2 separate regions of the Sus scrofa genome follow, and region 2 is linked to region 1. Evidence: chromatin contacts called from public Hi-C data. All regions are on one chromosome and are shown on one strand. Each heading gives the region's core, a stretch centred on a gene start, on an enhancer-like site or on the middle of the called end of the contact. The rest is flanking DNA. Distances are from core to core; before and after follow the strand shown. Region 1 overlaps ZC3HAV1 (zinc finger CCCH-type containing, antiviral 1). Region 2 overlaps KIAA1549 (UPF0606 protein KIAA1549 homolog).

Region 1 (6,979 bases), core at 629-3,128:
TGTTGGGGGCCAGTGTAGCATCCTTCGTGGCATCCACCCGTGATAACGCTCGTTTTGATAACCGGAGATGGCTTCAGGGCTGTCAAATGTTCGGGTGGCAAAATTGCTCCTGATCGAACATCCCCAATCGAGGGGGTGTTTCTTAGATCGGTAACACTCAAACTTTCTGGTCTTGGGAGTCCTACGTAGTGTTAAAGTGTATTGACGATCCCAAAGAACTTCTATTGATGTGTATACTGATATGTATTCCGCATTAAAGATCACAGCTGAGGTGTTCTCTTGTGGTGCAGCGGGTGGAGGACCTGGCACTGTCACTGCCGTGGCTCGGGTTGCTGCTGTGGCGCAGATTTAGCCCCTGCCCCCAGGAGTTTCCCCAAGCCGTGGGCACAGCCTAAATAGAAAAAAAAAAAAAAAATCACAACTGAGAAAAATTAAAGGATTATTGATTCAATGAAAATAATGAAATTAATTCATTAAAAACCAATAATAAACTCATTTATGTTAATGTAACATCTTTGATAATGACCTGTACGTATAAGCGCTTACAACTATATATATGTATAACTACAAAAGTAACTTTTCCAAAACAAAACCAAATTTGTTGTGAAGAATGAAATTGTTCTGTATTTTGCAAATTTATTGTGTTGTGAAATCGACATCATGTAGCCTCTGGAAAACTCCATTGTGCCCCCGTGAGGGTATGAAAGTGAAAAAGGCAAGTAATGTCTTAATATTACGATGAGAATAACTTTGACCTGGCTGGCACCCTGCAAAAGTCTCGGTCTACACTTTGATAACTATTTAAAGAATAATGATTGAAGGAGTTCCCGTCGTGGGGCAGCAGAAATGAATCTGACTAGGAGCCATGAGGTTGTGGGTTCGATCTCTGACCTTGCTCAGTGGGTTAAGGATCCAGTATTGCCATGAGCTGTGATGTAGGTCCAAGATGCGGCTCATATCTGGCTTTGCTGTGGCTGTGATGTAGGCCAGTGACTACAGCTCTGATTCGACCCCTAGCCTGGGAACCTCCATAGGCCGTGGGTGCAGCCCTAAAAGGACAAAATAAATAAATAAATACTGAAAGTGACCTACTGTGAGTTTCTAATTGACTTTTTTTTTTGTTTTTGTCTTTTTTCTAGGGCCACACCCACAGCATGTGGAGGTTCCTAGGCTAGGGGTCAAATTGGAGCTGTAGTCGCTGGCCTACAACCACAGCCACAGCAATGCGGGATCCAAGCTGCATTTGCAACCTACACCACAGCTCACCCAAACACCAGATCCTTAACCCACTGAACAAAGCCAGGGATTGAACCTGCATCTTCTTGGATACTAGTCAGATTTGTTTCCACTGAGCCACGACGGGCACTCCCTCACTGACTGTCTAACACTGAGCCACTCAAATGTTTTTTTGTGGGTACAGTTTCCTTTGGGAATATTTCTCAAAGGAAGAACACATTTTGTGACACCATTAAATACGTGGGATAGGCAGGTTACGTGCCTGTACTGCAGTTTTTCCTTGCAAGCTGCATACAGGAAATTCAGAGGTCCCCTTCAGCCCTCCAGTTTGAATTCTGTCCTCTTATCAGGGACGACCACGGTGTGGAAAGTATAGAAAACAAGCGTTTTGCTTCAGGGAAGCATGTTGTTAACACTGAGCTTTCCCTTCTCAGCCTTTCTATTGGAAATTATAAACTCAATTTCCAGGAGATGACTTGTGATTATAATCCCATCCGACGCCTCTCCACGCCTTCATCTGTCACGAGGCCGCCCGGTACTGTCTTCACCACGAAATGGGTTTGGTACTGGAAGAGCGGACCTAACACATGGGTTCGATATGGGGAGAAGGTGAGTACACTGCCTCCTTGTGGACACTCTTGTGTAAACTACCCAACTTCCGAAGAAACTCTGATGCCTGCCTGGTTACCGTGGGGCCGGAACCTGGTAGAGGATGCTGTACGTTTTTACGTTATACCCACAGCCCTGTCCGCACTTTTTCAGCAAGTACGTACTCCGATTGCATCATAACAATTATAATTTTTTTTTTTTTTTTTGGTCTTTTGTCTTTTCAGGGCCACATCCACGGCGTGTGGAGGTTCCCAGGCCAGGGGTTGAATCGGAGCTACAGCCGCTGACCTACACCACAGCTCACGGCAACACCGGATCCTTAGTCCACTGAATGAAGTCAGGGATCAAACCTGCAACCTCATGGTTCCTAGTCAGATTTGTTTCTACTGTGCCATGACGGGAACTTCTTTTTTGCTTTTTTTAAGGCCACACCCTCTGTACATGGAGGTTCCCAGGCTAGGGGTCATCTGTAGCTGCCAGCCTACACCACAGCCATAGCAATGCAGGATCTGAGTTGTGTCTGCGGCCTACACCACAGCTCACAGCAATGCCAGATTCTTAGGCAACTGAGCGAGGCCAGGCATCAACCTGCATCCTTGCTGATACTAGTCGGGTTTGTTACTGTTGAGCCACATCGGCAACTCCCCTTGAGATGACTCTCTATGTGTTGGTACAGAAATGTACAGAGGCCATTGCTTTCAGCCAGAAGAGGGGCAAGAGTGAGCAATCAGAAGACTGATGGAGGTGGCCACTGGGATTCAGTCACAGTCTGGATTCAGAGAGACTGGAAGATGCTAGGCTTACCCACAAAGGGACGGAGAAACAGGGGAGAGAAGTTTAGATAAGCAGAGCTTCCGTGTAATGTCTTTCTTCACTTTGATTCATAGGATTAGAAAGAGAGGCCTGCTGTATGGCACAGGGAACTCGTTTCAGGAACCTATATGGGAAAAGAATCTGAAGAAACATGGATATATGCGTACACATAACTGAATCAGTTTGCTGTACACCTGAAACTAACACAACCTTGTTAATCAATTATACCCCAGTACAAAATAAAATTTAAATTAAGAAATAGGAGTTCCCGTCGTGGCGCAGTGGTTAACGAATCCGACTAGGAACCATGAGGTCACGGGTTCGATCCCTGCCCTTGCTCAGTGGGTTAAGGATTCAGCGTTGCTGTGAGCTGTGCTGTAGGTCGCAGGGGCGGCTCGGATCCCAAGTTGCTGTGGCTGTGGTGTAGGCTGGCGGCTACAGCTCTGATTTGACCCCTAGCTTTGTATGGGCTCTTCTTCGTTTAAGCTGAGGATCATGGCAAAGTGCACTTGCGGAAAAGTGACTCCCCCGTGAGGGGCCGGTGGAAGCAGGAATTATAAACTCCAGTTCTTCAGCTTGGTGATTAGATAAAATAACTAAAGAACGCTCAGCAGAGAATAGATCACATTTAAATTTATACAAATTCTGTCACTCATGTTCCCTACTAAAACATCAAGAAACTTTTTTTTTTTTTTTTTGCTGTTTAGGGCCATGCCCACAGCATATGGAAGTTCCCAGGCTAGGGGTGGAATCAGAGCTGCAGCTGCTGGTCTACACCACAGCCACAGCAATGTGGGATCCAAGCAGAGTCTGCAACTTATACCACAGCTCACAGCAACACCAGATCCTTAACCCACTGAGCAAGGCCAGGGATCTAACCCGAAACCTCATGGTTCCTAGTCGGATTCGTTAACCACTCAGCCACGATGGGAACTCCTGACTGAATTTTTTTTTTTTTTTTTTTTTGGTCTTTTTGCTATTTCTTGGGCTACTCCCGCGGCATATGGAGGTTCCCAGGCTAGGGGTCGCTGACTGAATTTTTAATAAGAGTTGGGCAACTGAAATTTCTGGGCTAGGAACCTTCTTGATAGGAACAGGGAGAGTAGAAACTTTGGCCAAAAAAGGGTAGATGCGTATGTTTTGACAGTGAACTCTCTGGAAGGTAGAATTAAGAGGTGGAAGTTTAGGTGCTAAGCCAGGACTTGGCGCCTACACAGATGGGGGCCAGGGAGAGGACAGAGTTAGGAGTAACTGGAGGTGGAGCCAGGGACTCATGGGCTTTGCATCAGGCAGGGGGTGCAGACCCAGACCCTGGAGAAGTTTCCTCGCCGATAGCCAAGCTTAGCCACTGGGAGAGCTGGCCTTGAGGGGCAGGAGTTCATTGCCCAGGCCCAGGGCAAGCCACAGCTCTAGAAAGCCAAGAAAGGCAATAGTGTAGGCACAAGACAAAAGCCAAGCCCTGGGTACTGAAACTGAGACGTAAATTCAAGAATACATAATAAAACAGAACACTGTAGGAGTTCCTGTCGTGGCTCAGTGGTTAACGCGTACAAGCGGGAACTATGAGGTTGCAGGTTTGATCCCTGGCCTTGCTCAGTGGGTTAAGGATCTGGCATTGCCGGGATCTGGCATTGCCGTGAGCTGTGGTGTAGGTCACAGACGCAGCTCAGATCCCATGTTGCTGTGGCTCTGGTGTAGGCTGGCAGCTCTAGCTCCCATTTGACCCCTAGCTTGGGAACCTCCATGTGCCTCAGTGGGGCCCTAGAAAAGGCAAAAAGACCGAGAAAAAAAAAAAAAACAAAAAAAACACCACTGTAAACCAGCTATAATGGAAAAAGTCAAAATTTAAAAAAAAGAATACATAATAAGCACCCCCCAGCTTTTTTTTTTTTTTTTTTTTGCTTTTTAGGGCCACGCCTGCAGCACATGGAAGTTCCCAGGCTAAGGGCTGAATCAGAGCTGTAGCAGCCGGCCTACGCCACAGCCACAGCAACGCCGAATCCCAGCCACATCTGCGACCTACACCACAGCTCACAGTAATGGTGGATTCTTAACCCACTGAGCGAGGCCAGGGATCGAACCCACGTCCTCATGGGTGCTCGTCGGCTTTGTTACCACTGAGCCACAATGGGAACTCAGCCTTCATTCCACCTTGAAACCACGCTTTCTCATCGGATGATAGGCTGAAATAGCCACAATGTTCTACTTCATGCCAGGGGGTTGGATTCTGTTAGACAACGAGTGTAGCCCTGATGTCTGCTCGTCGGGTACAGGTTGCTCTGTACACTTGGCTCATATTTTTTTGTTTTGCTTTGTTTTTAGGGCCGCACCTGTAGCATATGAAGGTTCCCAGACTAGGGACTGAATCTGAGCTGTAGCTGTTGGCCTGCACCACAGCCACAGCAATGCAGGATCCCAGCCGTGTCTTCGACCTACAGCACAGCTCACAGCAACGTCAGAACCTTAACCCACTGAGCGAGGCCAGGGATCAAAGCTGCACCCTCATGGTTCCTAGTTGGATTCATTTCCGCTGCGCCACAACGGGAACTCTTGGTCGTATTTTATGGTAGACTTAAAAAGAATACTGTAAAGATGGAGTTCCCGTCGTGGCGCAGTGGTTAACGAATCCGACTAGGAACCATGAGGTTGCGGGTTCGGTCCCTGCCCTTGCTCAGTGGGTTAACGATCCGGCATTGCCGTGAGCTGTGGTGTAGGTTGCAGGCGCGGTTCCCGAGTTGCTGTGGCTCTGGTGTAGGCTGGTGGCTACAGCTCCCATTAGACCCCTAGCCTGGGAACCTCCATATGCCGTGAAAGCGGCCCAAGAAAATAGCAAAAAGACAAAAAAAAAAAAAGAATACTGTAAAGAGCTCTATTTTTCAGGCTTCCACCAAGGGTACGGTTGGTTTCTGCAGGGTCAGCTGTGCTCCCAGCCCCACAGTGGAGAAAAGCCCAGAAGAGGGTGACATGGCCCCATGTGGAAGCCTTTGCAGTCTGGTTTGGGAGGCAGAATGCATTCCTGCTCAAATCCCAGAGCTAAAATACAGAAGCTCTGTCATGATAGAAATGTCTTAAAAGCCTCCTGAAGTCTTTCCCTTTTTTTTAAATAGAAAGACAATCAGATTTCAAACATTGACTCTGCGTACCTGGAGTCTTTCTTTCTATCCTGTCCAAGGGGAATCGTGCCATTTCAAGCAGGCTCACAAAACTTCGAGCTGAGTTTCCCAGGTAAGTGGGAATGTGGCGGTGGTGCCTTTCGTGGGAAGCTGGCCTGCAGCCTCCGTGTAGGGGAGGGGACACAGGGGCCATGGGAGCTGCACTCAGGACTGGGGTTCTTTCTAGCAAGGCAAGCAGTCCAGGGGGTGGGAGCCAGTGGCAGCCTCTGTGCTGCAGAGCCTTGGCCTTGACACACAGTAGCTGTGCAACACGTGGAACAGCATTGTACAATGGGGGACAGGATGATGTGGTCTCTGGGGTTACTTCTGGCGCTGCCATTCTAAATCTCTGGATTCCGAGAGTTCCCTTGCAGCACAGTGGGTTAAGGATCCGTCGTGGTCACTGCACAGCAGCTCCAGTGGCTGCTATGGTGTGTTTGATCTCTGGCCTGGGATATTCCACAGGCCGCAGGTGCAGACTCCACCCCGCCCACCACCCACTGCAAAAAAAAAAAAAAAAATCTCTGATTCCAGGCGGGTTGCTTCTCAGGTGGAGGCAGAATTTTCAGGTGCCAATGACTGCATTAGAGTCCTTGGGCCTGTAGGTGCCTTCGAAATGTTAGAACCTTGCTGTTCCTTTTAGGTTTCATCATCTAGGTCAATGTTTGATCCATCACCTTTCCTAAAGACCTTGCCTTCTGCCATGTTTATTTGAGCCCCCTAGAAAGATCTGGTTACCTTCTGCCTTTTCACTAGCCATATAGGATAATATACTTTTTTTTTCCTATTGTTTTTTAAGGCAGCACCTGCGGCATGTGGAAGTTCCCAGGCTAGGAGTCGAATCAGAGCTACAGCTGCCAGCCTACACCACAGCCACAGCAACACAGGATCTGAGCCTGCGACCTACACCACAGCTCACGGCGACTCCAGATCCTTAACCCATTGACTGAACCAGTTATTGAACCCGCATCCTTGTGGATACTAGTCTGGTTCGTTACCACTGAGCCACGACAGGAACTCCCAGTAATTTACTTTTTAAAGGACTCATGCTGGCAAAAGCTTAGACCTAGGAGTACAGCATGCATGAATTGAAAATGATACGTCACATTCGAGGTAGGAAAAAACTTCAGGATATAGCTACCTCGTTCTAACCCATGATCACTGATGCC
Region 2 (6,638 bases), core at 3,807-6,306, 210 kb after region 1:
CAAGGCGCTGTTGCCCAACGTAAGTGTGTGAGGCTTGGCCCCAGGGTCCTCTGTGCTCTGCTGAGGTCAAAAGCCAGTCGTTTTTGGACAACACACTCTGAATGGAAAGCATTCTTATGTGTGCATAGTAGACTTATGTCTTAAATCTTTATTATTAAGTGCCATTTATATAAGATGTTGGTGGTTAAAATTAGTTTGCCAAGACCTTTTTTCTTTCAATTGCTTGTAGGGGCAGCCTTCCCTCTTCTTTCTCCTACCTAGCATTTTATATTCTAGTGAGTAGGTTAACTTGAACATTTTTTCCTCCTCCTCCTGTACTATTTCTTTTTAAAAATGTTGTCTTGGGTAAAAGAATGTGTTTTCTCTGTATTTATTCCAGAATTTTATATGTCATATTTTGAATGTTGGCGGGGACAGTGAGTCACGCAGGAAGCTGGGAGGTGCCCCCTGCATTTATTGGCTTCCTTCTGGGTCTTTTGACACAAAGAAGCCCTTCTTCCTTACCCTTTTCAGTCCTGTTTCTCTCCCACCCAGTCCTCACACCTCTCACCATTTAGAAAGAGGTATTTTGATGCTTCTTTGTTATTGTTGGGAGAGTCTAGGTTCCTGCGCCCCACCTCCCCGCCGGCAATGCCTGCTCTCAGTGCCTTTTTTCTTCCAACTTGTAGATTTGGGATATTTAAAATTAAGAAAAGGAGAGGCATGGAGGAGTAAATTTATCTAAATAAACCTTTGTGAATCAAACTACTATTTTTTTTTTTTTTTAAGGGCTGTACCCTCAGCCCGTGGAAGTTCCCAGACTAGGGGTTGAATCAGAGCTATAGCTGCCGATGTACGCCACAGCCACAGCCATGTGGGATCTGAGCTGGGTCTGTGACCTACACCACAGCTCATACAATGCTAGATTCTGAACCCACTGAGCAAGGCCAGGGATCGAACCCACATCCTCATGGGTACTGGTCAGATTTGTTACTGCTGAGCCGTGATGGGAACTCCTAGACTACTATTTTAGTATGGATATCTCTCCTTTATGGTCCTGGGGGCAATCCTGGTAAGAGTTCAGTGAAACTTGCTCCCGTCAGTACGTGCTTAGAAGGAATTCAATATCAGAGGATGTTGAAAAACTCCCACAGAGAGCGCATGGGTGACAAAGGCAGGTTGGTGGGTTTTTTTTTGTTTTGTTTTGTTTTTTTAAGACAGCTTTAAAATTATCCTCAATAATGGAATATTCTTTGTAAGATGTATACTTGACTCTGGAAATTTACCAGGATGAGGGCTAATGGGCACACGTTCTCTATGTTAGGGATGACAATTGGAGAGTTGAAGCAAATAACCATTGGTGGTTTGTGTTTGTATATTTGAGGTATGATTGTATATTAGGGTATTCTGATTCAAAGCACTGAAAAAATGAGGCACTTACTTGTATTTCTAGATAAATGACATTTCTTTTTTTCTCTCTTTTTTTTTTTTCAGGGCTGTACCCGCAGCATATGGAGGTTCCCAGGCTAGGGGTCAAATAGGAGCCACAGCTGCCAGCTTACACCACAGCCACAGCCACGCCAGATCTGAGCTGGCTCTGTGACCTACACCACAGCTCATGACCCCCCTGGATCCTTAACCTACTGAGCAAGGCCAGGAATCACACCTGTGTCCTCATGGATCCTAGTCAGATTCATTTCCACTGCGCCACAATGGGAACCCCAATAAATGACATTTCTGATTGTCAGAGAGGTGGCCCACTCCCGCTGAGCATTTCACTGTTTAGCGAAGATGGCCTGCAGTAGGCTGTGGTTACCCTTCAAGGCTTTTTCCATGTGTCTTGAACCTGCCTTCCCTCAGTTGCATGCTCAAAACCACAGGGCTAGCAGTCCTGGGCTTGGAAGCCTCGGCCAACACCAGGACCAGCCCCCAAACAGCTGTGGACCTCATCCTAGGGCCTTGTTTGGATGCGTCACAGGGTTTTATTAGGTTAGAACTAGGAAGAGTATCCAGTTGTCCCAGCATCTCTGGTTGTGTCACTCCTATATTGTCAGCTGTTTTCATGCAGAATGAACTGAATGTTAACTGTATTCAGGCCCGATTTAAAAATTCAAGTTTTTACCACATTGTCATTTTTTCCATTTCTTGCATATAGCCTTTGCTTTGTAATTTGTGCTTCTTTCGTAGCGCGTGTGCTTTAGAGGGCTCGCTCCCCTCCCTTGTCATTCTCTCAGGGACCTAAACCCAAACTTAATCCAGCGCCGAGCATCTTTCTTATTGTTAGATCTTTGAGTAGAAACATCTTGATGCTGCAGCATATGTTAACCATTATAGGCTGTGAAAAGAGCATAAAACTTAGTCTCTGCCCAGGAAGACCAAGATGAATTTGAAAAGACAAGGTTTAGAGTCATGACCATTTTAATGAGGAAGGTTGTATCGTCCATCAAGATGATACTTTTTTTGTTGTTGTTTGTTTGTTTGTTTGTTTTTTGCTTTTAGGACCGCACTCAAGGCATATGGATGTTCCCAGGCTAGGGGTCAAATTGGAGCCATAGCCACTGGCCTATACCACAGCCACAGCAACACCAGATCCAAGCCGCATCTATGACCTACACCACAGCTCATGACAATGCCGGATCCTTAACCCACTGAGTGAGGCCAGGAATCGAACCTGCGTCCTCATGGATACTGGTCAGATTTGTTTCTGCTGAGCCACAGCAGGAACTCCAAGATGATACATTTATGTAACAAAATGCATTTTGAAAGAATAGCAGCATATCATTTATCAGACAAAGACAAGCAAGAACAAAAGGCCTTAGATGGGGGGAATTTAGTGTCGTCTTGGAGAGGTCCTTGTGAAGTGGCCCTAACAGAGCGAGTTGGGCAGAGAGGAGGGGGCATTTTGATTTTCAGAGCCTGGTGGTCGGAACCTGAGCTTTAAGAGGACTGGAAGCAGTTGAGCTTTCCCGAAGAGCTGACGAAAGAACAACCTGCAAAATGGGAGGAAAAAATACTTGCGACCAACAAAGTACCAATCTCCAAAATGTACAAACATCTCATACAGCTTTATATCCAGAAAAGCCCAAACAACCCAAGTAAAAAATGGTCAGAAGATCTAAATAGACATTTCTCCAAAGAAAGCAGACAGATGGCCAAAAAGCACACGAAAAGATAAGATGCTCCACATCACTAATTATTAGAGAAAAGCAAATCAAAACTATAATGAAGTTACAATGAGGTATCACCTGTCACCGGTCAGAATGGCTGTCGTCAGCGAGTCAGTTTAATATTTACAATGTATTATTGTAAATAATAACTGCCAGAGAGAGTGCGGAGCATGTTGGTGGGAATGTCAGTGGGTGTATCCGCTATGGAAAACAGTGTGGAGGTTCCTTCAAAAACGAAATATGGTGCTACCATGTGATCCAGCAGTCTCACTCCTGGGCCTGTGTCCAGAGAAAACCAGTACATCAAAAAGATACCTCCACCGCCGTGTTCGTTGCAGCACTGTCTACAGTAGTGAAGCCGTGGAAGCAACCTAAATGTCCATCAGCAGCAGAATGAATAGAGAAGACGGGGTACATATGCACATGGACTATGACTCAGTCATAAACAAGAATGAAACCATGCCACTGGCAGCAACGTGGATGCAACTAGAGCTTATCATACTAAGTGAAGTTCGTCAGACAGAGAAAGACAAATGTATGATATCACTTATACGTGGCATCTCATAAAAATGCTGCAAAAGAACTTATTCGCAAAACAGAAGTGGATTCAGAGATTTCAACACTGAACTTGGCGTTATCGAAGGGGAAAAGTTGAGGGGAGAGATGCGCTGGGAGGCTGGGATGGACGTGTCCACATTCCTGTGTATGAGATAAAGAAGTAAGAAGGACCCACTGTACAGCACATGGCCACCTGCTCAGTGCCGTGTAAAGAAAATACAATAATCTGGAACGAAATGGACAGATGTATAACTGATTCACTTGGTTGTATACCTGAAACTAATATCACATTGTAAGTCAGCTATACTCCAGTAAAAAAAATTTTTTTTTGTCTTTTTAGGGCCGCACCTGTGGCATGTGGAAGTTTTAGATCAGAGCTGCAGCCGATGGCCGATGCCAGAGCAACACAGGATCCGAGCCCAGTGTTCGCCTTACACCACAGCTCCTGGCAATGCTGGATCCTTAACCCACTGAGCGAGGCCAGGGATCGAACCTGTGTCTGCATGGGTACAAGTCAGACTTGTTTCCACTGAGCCATGATGGGAACTCCTAAGATTTTTTTCAAAATATTAAAAAACATTTTTTTAAAGATCAAGAAAAAAGCCGAATCCTGAGAGAGGATGCGTGTAGAATAAAGGGGATGAGGGTCCAGTCCTGAGAGGCTGGGGTGGGGGAAGGAGCCAGTGAAGGAAATTAAGAAGGACAGAGTAGTTGAGACAGGAAAGATGGGGTTGGAATGGGGGTGGGAGGGGGGAGTGAGGGCTTCCAAATAAGTAAATTGATTTAATGTCATTTTAAAGTGGACGGCTGGTACCTTAGGTAAAGCAATTTGAATCAAAAGTCATGTTTCAAGGGCTTGGGGGCTGGGGGTGGGGACACAGATAAGGCATGAAGGCAGGGCTCGCAGACCTCGCTCTTGGTGTGGGACCATTCCTGCAGTGAGAGTTTAGGGACCGATCTGGTGGAATGAGCTGGAAGCCAGGAGACCAGGAATAAGCTGACATTGTCGTGAGTTAGCCCTGTTCCTGAGGACACATCACGTATGTCACCGTGGTCGCTCCTGGGCGGTCGAGGCGACCGACCCTCCCGTGTTTGTCACTGCCTCTCGTTTCCTGTCGTCGGGGGGCGTGCTCTCTCCCCAGTCGTCTTGCGCCGAAAGGACGGGGGCTGTGAGGGTGGCTCCTGGAAGAAGGCACAGTCTCGGCCCGGAAGGGCCGCCTGGCCCAGGGTCGCAGAGCAGCCCCTGACAGACCCCCTCCCTCGCCTGCAGCCGTGGACAGGGTGAAGAGGCCGGAGCCGGAGTCGCAGAGCAGCAACCTCTGGGTCATTGTGGGCGTGGTCATTCCGGGGCTGCTGGTGGCGCTGATCGTCGTCATCCTCTACTGGAAACTCTGCCGCACGGACAAGCTGGACTTTCAGCCTGACACTGTGGCCAACATTCAGCAGCGGCAGAAGGTAAGGGCGCCCCCGCCCCCGGCGTTCGCATGAGCACCCCGTGGGCTGGGCTGAGGTGCCTCCAGTCCTGATCCGGAAGGACGGGGGAGGGAGCTGGTAAGGAAGGGGTTTGGTTTCACCGGTGGCGTCCCGTTGTCTCCGTGTGTGCCTAGGGCACCCCAGTTCCTCTGCAGGATTAACTCCTCGCCAGGAAGGTGTAATGGCTTAGCAGTGCCGTGGGCTCTGAATTCCACTGTGATTTTATTTTTGAGATGCTCCCTTAGAAGATCACGTCCATTCTGTCTGTGAATTCTGATCTCTTTTAACCCTGGGTATTTTTCAGAGAACAGGAGCCAGGAAAGGTTTGCTTTGATCTGTGTATCTTTTCGTTCATATGCAACTCTGCTGGGTGGCTCCTTTCTTTTCCTCTCCTTCCATGTCGCAAGCCTACTTATCCACCGTGATCACGACCATTTAATCATTAAGAAAGTGTAATACAGGGAGTTCCTGTCGTGACTCAGAGGGAACGAACCCAACTAGTAGCCATGAGGATGCGGGTTCAATCCCTGGCCTCGCTCAGTGGGCTGAATATCCTGCATTGCTGTGGCTGTGGTGTAGGCTGCAGCTATAGCTCTGATCCAGTCCCTAGTCTGGGAACTTCCCTATGCTGCACATGTGACGCTAAAAAAGAAAAAAAAAAAAAGAAAAAAGTAATACATGCATTAATTTTAATATATAATTATATAAATTTATAAGTATATACATTTTATATATATATAAATGAGTACTTGCCAATCTTTTAAAAAATATTTTGGGGCATTAGTCTACTGGAAGAAATTCTGTGCAGTATTTCTTATAAGAAACAATACACATAATCCACCAGCTGCCATTTCCAATCCAGGCTTCTTATAGGGAACCTGAGTACAATTTTTTATTTTTCCAATATCCCCCCACCCCACTCTACTGTGTAATCTTTTAGAGTAAATTCACTGCCCCTCACCTGACAGCAGTTTCATTTCATTTCTTTTCTTTTTTTCTTCCTTCCTTCCTCCCTCTCTCCTTCTCTCTCCCTTTCTCTCCCCCTTTTTTTCTTCCTTCCCTCCTTTCTTTCTTTTCTTTTTTTTTTGTTTTCTTTCTTTCTTTCTTTCTTTCTTTCTTTCTTTCTTTCTTTCTTTCTTTCTTTCTTTCTTTCCTTCCTTCCTTCCTTCCTTCCTTCCTTCCTTCTTTCTTTCTTTCCGCCTGCCTTCTTCTTTTCTTTCTAGCAGCTCCTTTTCCATGTCTTTCCAAAGCATTCAAGGTAGGGTTTTTTCCTTTTCCTTTTTTTGGCTGCCCCATGAGATGTGGAGTTTCTAGGCCAGGGATCGGATCCAAGCCCCACTTTCGACTTATGCTGCAGCTGTGGCAACACCGGATCCTTTGACCAGTGTTGGCCAGGAATCCAACTTATGTCCTGGCACTGCAGGCACAGCCGTTACTGTTTTAGCGCAGCGGGAACTCCTT

Evidence for each region. Hi-C and Micro-C count contacts between places; a contact is called where the count stands out from the background.
Region 2: a contact with region 1 is called in a Hi-C map of alveolar macrophages, with 1.8 times the contacts expected there. The contact joins two enhancer-like sites. A contact is called at or near these places in 12 of 47 Hi-C or Micro-C datasets (alveolar macrophages, brain, embryonic fibroblasts and 7 more) and 1 of 2 datasets of contacts at active chromatin or transcription factors (skeletal muscle).

The regions. Positions count from the first base shown.
Region 1 is chr18:10,566,158-10,573,136 of Sscrofa11.1, forward strand. It overlaps ZC3HAV1 (zinc finger CCCH-type containing, antiviral 1), which reads left to right. Exons shown (of 13, transcript NM_001177489.1): 7 at 1,671-1,845; 8 at 5,766-5,883. Among named protein-coding and RNA genes, the nearest start is that of ZC3HAV1L, 23 kb to the right of the region's middle. Within about 2 kb of position 1,879, at least 1 of the 83 cell types and tissues checked has an H3K27ac peak or open chromatin away from gene starts, as enhancers often do. A contact at or near this core is called in alveolar macrophages, where this site is marked.
Region 2 is chr18:10,770,610-10,777,247 of Sscrofa11.1, forward strand. KIAA1549 (UPF0606 protein KIAA1549 homolog) reads left to right here. Exons shown (of 20, transcript XM_021078582.1): 9 at 1-19; 10 at 4,975-5,159. Among named protein-coding and RNA genes, the nearest start is that of ATP6V0A4, 94 kb to the right of the region's middle. Within about 2 kb of position 5,057, at least 12 of the 83 cell types and tissues checked have an H3K27ac peak or open chromatin away from gene starts, as enhancers often do. A contact at or near this core is called in alveolar macrophages, where this site is marked.